Regions from separate parts of the Zea mays genome. Here region 1 is linked to region 2. A link is a contact called in public Hi-C data. All regions are on one chromosome and are shown on one strand. Each heading gives the region's core, a stretch centred on a gene start, on an enhancer-like site or on the middle of the called end of the contact. The rest is flanking DNA. Distances are from core to core; before and after follow the strand shown. Region 1 holds the start of LOC100381458. Region 2 holds the start of LOC100192537 (UPF0497 membrane protein 7).

Region 1 (3,320 bases), core at 357-2,856, 510 kb after region 2:
ATTAGTTTTTATCTCAAATTTTTAGGACAACCTAGTTTGGCCAGTGATAATCCACTATAAGTTTTACATAATTATTGGAATTTTCTAAATAGCAGTTGTAGCTGAAATCACCCTTAAAAGCAGAATTAAGGGCTAACCAATGTTCATTAGGTAACTTAAACAAAAACCTAACTAAGCCTTCACTAAATTCTTAGGAGGTTAGTTAAGTCTCAAACCACCCTTTATTCCTTTGGTCAACCTTTAATCTAGACCACTAGGTCCACACTGCTGAAGGACTTAATTAATAAGAAGAAAACCCTAACCTTACTGAGTGACTTAGTGATACTCAACCTAGCATCATAATTATCATTTTTGCATATCATAGTATACATGTATATTATACATTGCATTCATTAGATTGCAACCTCACTAACGGAGAGTATGTCCTCATCCCGGAGCAAGGAGTTGCCCGGGAAGAAGTCCAGGAGCCAGCTCCTGAACATGCCACAGAGGATCTCCCTACAGCCGCAAAATTTGAAGGAAAGCCCGATATTATGCATAACTGTTATATATGCTATTTTACTGCACTTAATGTTTGTAGGCTTGTATTGTGCAATTAAGTATAGGAGTTGCTTAAAACTCTAGATAATGAACTCAGGATCATTATGAGATAAAAACTAGTATGCGGTCGAGTAGCTGCTATGCTAATAGAGGATCTTGGTAGAAGCCGAGTGATTTTTCTAGCACTCATGTCAGGTTAAGAATTGATTGTATTCATCTTGATAATGGGAGTTGTTGGTCACTTGTTTTTAATTGTTGTGAATTAAAAACAATGCAACACAATGTTAAATATTAAGGGCCTTCATCCTTGGGGCATTATCTTCCTCAGAGATAATGGTCCTTGGATGAAAGTAATGATGAGTGTTTGATTTCACCTTCAAACAACCTTTCTTCAAAGGTTATTTGTAGGTGACAATTTGTGACAGGATGAAAGTATTTATATTCAGTAAATGAAAAACGAACTATAAAGGATAAACCCTCTATTTTATTCATATTTATATATCTTTAAGATCATACCACTACAACAAATCATGTAATCTATGACGGATTTCTCTTGACGTTTATAAAAAACGTCACTAATATGCTACCATTTGTGACAATCATATATTTTTCGTCATAGACCCACAAGCCCAAATTTCCTAGCCCAAAGTATGGTGACGTTCACTCAAAATCGTCACAGATCATTAGATATGAAACGTAACAATTTATCCCATGGTACATGATGCCACTATGACAAAATAAAAACCGTCATGGTACAACCAAGCAAAAAAATGCCATTAGTCAGCCACCTTATTAGCTCATTGCAGATTGGGCCCATGTGTCAGGTATGAATTGCAAAGGTATTAAACCAGGAAAAAAAAGAATCCAGCAAAAGAGAATCGTCACCAAGGGATTCGAACCTGAGACCTCCTACAAGGAACCCGCCAGACTTACAACTAGGCTACTCATGCGACTTTGCTACCAGTCATATGTTATATCATTTTGTATATAAAATTTTACATTCTATTCTGCACACTTAACAAAACCGCCTAGATTGGATTCGTCCCCAATTCTCTGCCTCCGCCGCCAGGACGACGGCAAATCCGCCCACGCAAAATATCAGCCCAAGTGCCCATCGCCCAAGCTTCCTAGCTCACCCGCCGCCACCCACTAGCCAAATTCCCCATCCCTCTCCTGCCGCCACCCATCAGCCACATCTCTCCCTCCTACTCCCTCTCCGGCAGCCATCATCAGACAAGATCCCTCCCCCACCATCGAGCCATGTCGAGTCGAGTGCATCTTCTGCAAGCACGGCCATCTTACGAAACCCTAGCTGGCTCGAAGGACCACTACTGTCCGGCGCCCTGAACAACTTGGCATGATGCCGACGAAGGGTGGAGCAAACAAATCACAATGACATCGGGTAGTAGGTATATCACTCAACTCATCTCTCACTCTTAACTCCATCGATCGGAGTATTTAATTGGGTTTCACAACACGCAACACACCATTATGGAAAACTTCATTGCTACCTATACAGTTATCATCATTGACACTAAAGTACGGTTTGTTGTAGATATTGGAAGTTTTAAGAAGCAGTGACGACAATATATTTCCCGTTATGATAGAAAAATAGAAAAGTCGATTAAAATACAAAGTCAGCCCAACTGCCGGCTAGATAAATAGACTTGTTAAGTTCGTTTGTGTACATAAACTTCTTGACATGACTAAACACTTGGGGGTCTGTTTATCTAGGCTAATGTTTTCTTTTTAAATTTTGTCATTTAAAAGATTCTGAAGAAATCCTGTTTATCTAATGCATCATATATGTGTCCTTATCATTATGTTGTTCTTGTTTTCTCTCATCTTAGATCCACCATTGCATCCCTATGAAGAGGAGCGCCTTAGACAATGTATGAGGAACAATTCGAGGTTGCAACAACTTGGAATTCCTGCTTTAGTCAGCATGTGTGGGAACATAAATTCCATCTCTAGGAACAAAAAGCCAAATAACAGGGATAATGAAGATTCTGAATCTGAGTATGATCCTTCACATGACGATTCTATTGAAGGGGATTTGTTTGACCATGATGATCATAATAAGGTGATGGTTCCTCTTTCTTATTAGGGATGCATTTGTTTACTTGCTATTCAAATATGTCCATCTACTTTATTGATTGATTCATGCCTCCATTTCTAGAAGGGCTCAAAGGACACTAACAGAAGAACTATTCACATGGCTCCTGGTGGAATCAAGCCTCGAACTAAGAGAGTTTATGCAGAGCAACATACTACTAGAAATACAAGGTCAAAGAAAAGCATTGCTCAGCCTGACACAAGTCTAACACGAAGTGACATCTATGTGCCACCACCCTCGCTATCTCATTTGACCCAAGTTGGAGAAGTTGCTCGTAGCATTGAAAACCATAGAAAGACTAGTGTTGAAGGCTAGTTTTGTACTATGTTTCTTAGACTTTCATTCTATTAGTTGTGATTGCATGATGAATGCACTCTTACTGATTTCCTTTTATTTCAGCTAATGGCCCTACCCAGGTTGACAACACCCACATGGCCAATCGAGGTGAGGCCATTGCTCCACCTAATAAGGGGCACAACCAGATTGGCAACCCTAATGGGCACAACTAGATTGACATCGGCGATGATGAATTCTTACTACCATTATATTACTTTGATTGTATTGTGAGTGCATTCTTACTGTCTTCCTTTTTTAGAAGATGGCTTTGACCAATTTGATGACAACATGACCAACCAAGGGGAAGGCATTACCCAGCCTGGTGGAA
Region 2 (3,419 bases), core at 391-2,890:
ATGACATATAACAAATAATTAACCATAGAAATTATGATCTCAAATTGATCCATACCAGTATGAATCAAGAGAACATAGAGCATGTGAATTATATAAATCATATAAATACGATAAACATGTATACTGACTGAACAAATGAAAGTAAACAAATAGAAACATAAATAGCATGACTGTAAAATTAAAACAGACAGATCTATCATATTATAATAAGACAGAACAGATAAGATAAAATCATTCGTAAATATGAAACAGCATAGATGAAAATATGAAACATATATAATCTCCAGAACACAAAACAGTAAGTAAATAAACTGATCATACCCTCCTATGCGCTCTGATGATCCAGATCCTTGGCCAGCTTCCTTTGTCATGTTGAAGATGTTTTGGACAGTCGCGTAGACGCTCCCCAAAAACCTAATTGTCGATCCCCCGTGCAAGGTCTCGAACGGCACTGGCTTCGGAGGCACCTGCCCTCTCGCCTCTCTGTGCGCGCAGAGCCACGAGATGGAAATACCCTCACTCGGCGGCTGAACTGTGATTCTAAAAGTGTTTCTCGCGTGTACCGAGTGACAGGGGTGCTCCTCTATTTAACCTCTCGCAGAGGGAAGCTGAAGGAGAAAGGTCGCCGAGTCACGCCGAGAGTCGGCCAGCTCTAGGAGAAAGGTCGCCGAGTCACGCCAAGAGTCGGCCAGCTCTAGCCGAGTTATGCCATGAGTCGGCCAGCTCTCGCCGAGTCACGCCATGAGTCGGCAGCTGAAGGAGAAGGGTCACTCGGCTGGCTGGCGAAGAGACAGGGTCACTCGGCAGACGAAGAGACAGAGTCACTCGGTTGACGTACGCGGTTAGTGAGTGCTAAAAATTAACACAACCACACCACGCCCGCGCCCGCTCGCCTGCCTGCCACGCCCGGCCGGCCGGCCGCGGCGGCGGCGCGCGCGCGCGTGTGGCACGCCCTTGTCCATTTCTTGACTTCTCAAGTTAAATGCAATAAATCCCACCATATAAGTCAAGGCAAAAGACTCTTGGCCTTCCAATGTGGTACTATTGGTATTCTCCACCATTACACACCATAGAGTTTATTCAATAAATAAGCCAAATCCATAAAAGATCCAACAGCCAGTCTGGTTGGAAGCGTGCGTTGAATGGTAGAAGTTCGAAAATGTGTTTATTAGGGAAAACAGGAGAAATTATACCATAATTAGTTACTCCATGGTATTCTTAATTATGTCTAGAACGGCTTGTTTTTTGTGTGTAGAGAACGGTGCAAATTTGGAAATACACAGATGCAACGAGCACAAGTTACTACACAGAATGGCCGTTTCCCAGCAGGCCCAGGCGTCCCGAGGCGACCACGCGACACATCACAGCCGCGCACGTCGCGGGCATGCGCTACACGCGGCCGCGGATTAATGCCGACGGCTAGACGCGACGCACGCACGGCGTGGCCGGGCGCTGTGCCACCAATAGCCGGGGCTGCATAGGGATCAACGGAATCAATCCATCCATCGCCCCCATACGGCACTGCTACCGCGCGCGACATTAACTCCGCGCATTCAAGTCTCCCACTGCGCTCCAACTACCTCACCTCACCCCTCCCCATAAATGCACTGTATCACCCCTGCCTTCCTGCTAGTTCTCCAGAGAGAGCCGGGAGAACTTGGCTGTCTGCCCTGTCTGCAAGTACCTCGTCTTCTTCCTGGAGAGAAAAAGCAGAAGACAATACAAAGATGTCCAAGATGGCGGAGGAGAAGGCGGCGGCAGTGGGCGGACTCGGAGGAGCCGGGGCGGCGGACGCGGCGCAGCAGCAGCAGCTGGCAGCAGGGGAGGCCGCGGCGGCGCGGGTGCGGCCCGTGGAGACGCTGCTTCGCGCGGCACCGCTGGGGCTCTGCGTGGCCGCCATGACCGTCATGCTCCGTAACCAGCAGAGCAACGAGTACGGCGCCGTCGCCTACTCCGACCTGGGAGGCTTCAAGTACCTCGTCTACGCCAACGGCCTCTGCGCTGCCTACTCGCTGGTATCCGCGTTCTACACTGCCGTGCCGAGGCCTGCCACCGTGTCGCGCTCCTGGCTCGTCTTCCTCCTCGACCAGGTCGGTTCTTGCCTCCCGTCTCTGCTCTGCTCTACTCACACTTTTTCACACGGTTCTAGTAGCAAGTTGAGAATGCTCCAAAGAATCTTTTTTTTTTCTTTTTCTGCCAACATCACGTGACGAATTTTACGAGTAATATGACGGTACAAAAGTTTATTCTTCATGTGTTCGTTATATTTTTGTTGTTGTGACCTACTCCTACAATAATCAAGGCTGGATTACTTTGATGATGTTGGAGGATCTGTTCGTTCTACAAAACTCATGCGAAACTCGTGACTGAAGAAACAAATTAACACATGGAAAGAAATTAGCTCTGGCAGAGACTGTATGGCAGCTTATGCGTTGGATTTGTTTTATTTCTACATCCATTTTTTTTCTTGCTTCAGTGTTTCAGCAATTAAAAAAATTACATAACTCATATAAAGCAATTATAATATGTCGATCTATATAGTATACATAATTCATAAAGTTACATGATTTATGAAAAATTACATAATACATATCTTAAATAGTTCTTCTGAACTCTTCTGAGCTAGATTATGAAGATACATTTATATAGTATAGTTATAATATATGGTGGTTTAGTATAATTATAATATATGGTGGTTTAGTTTATAGTTTTTGTTATAGAGGTATATCTATGCTTTTAAATGTTTATTTATATTTGGTAGTTCTAGTGATCTAATTGTGAAAAAAGTTTGTGTGGTAGGCCACGTGCTGCATACTTGCATATTTGTGCTATGGTCAAATTTTTTAGTTTTCATAGAATAAGTATGACTTAGTACATGATTTAAATTGGTTGAGGCTTATTAAACAGTGTATAGTTAAAATAAATATGCAAAAAAGAAAAAATGTAACTAAGGCTTAGTAAAAAAATACGTATGTAAAAAAGAAAAAATATGGTTCCGTACAAATATTGATATGTCTTATAAATATTTAACATGACTATGTTATTATAGAAAGACTTTTAGACTTAAACTCACATATTTTATTGTAAAGAAAATTTATTATTCTATTGTTATAACCCGTTAATCTATAGCATGTCATATTTGTAGAGTGGCTATGTTTTGTTAATATCTGTCAACTATATAATTTCTTATCTAAAATGTAATGTTTGTTCTGCCATCAAATATATAATCTATTAAGTGCATGTTTAATCTTGTGTTACCAAAATATAAGTATATGGTTATGTGAGCATATTTGATGCTTGTGCTACTATATATACTTCATAATTATATGTTGCTCAGTTACATTAAGATTTTAGATTATGTATATGTAATCTCGATTAACCAAACAGTTGATGAACCTTATTGCTATAAATGGCTACAT

The links. Hi-C and Micro-C count contacts between places; a contact is called where the count stands out from the background.
Region 1: a contact with region 2 is called in a Hi-C map of ear, with 1.8 times the contacts expected there. The contact joins the promoter of LOC100381458 here to the promoter of LOC100192537 in region 2. A contact is called at or near these places in 2 of 25 Hi-C or Micro-C datasets (ear and leaf).

What each region holds. Positions count from the first base shown.
Region 1 is chr2:91,774,045-91,777,364 of Zm-B73-REFERENCE-NAM-5.0, forward strand. It overlaps LOC100381458, which reads left to right and starts at 1,607. Exons shown (of 10, transcript NM_001174294.1): 1 at 1,607-1,949; 2 at 2,391-2,623; 3 at 2,720-2,966; 4 at 3,056-3,100; 5 at 3,255-3,320. The coding sequence starts at 2,435.
Region 2 is chr2:91,261,200-91,264,618 of Zm-B73-REFERENCE-NAM-5.0, forward strand. It overlaps LOC100192537 (UPF0497 membrane protein 7), which reads left to right and starts at 1,641. Exons shown (of 2, transcript NM_001137756.1): 1 at 1,641-2,090. The coding sequence starts at 1,728.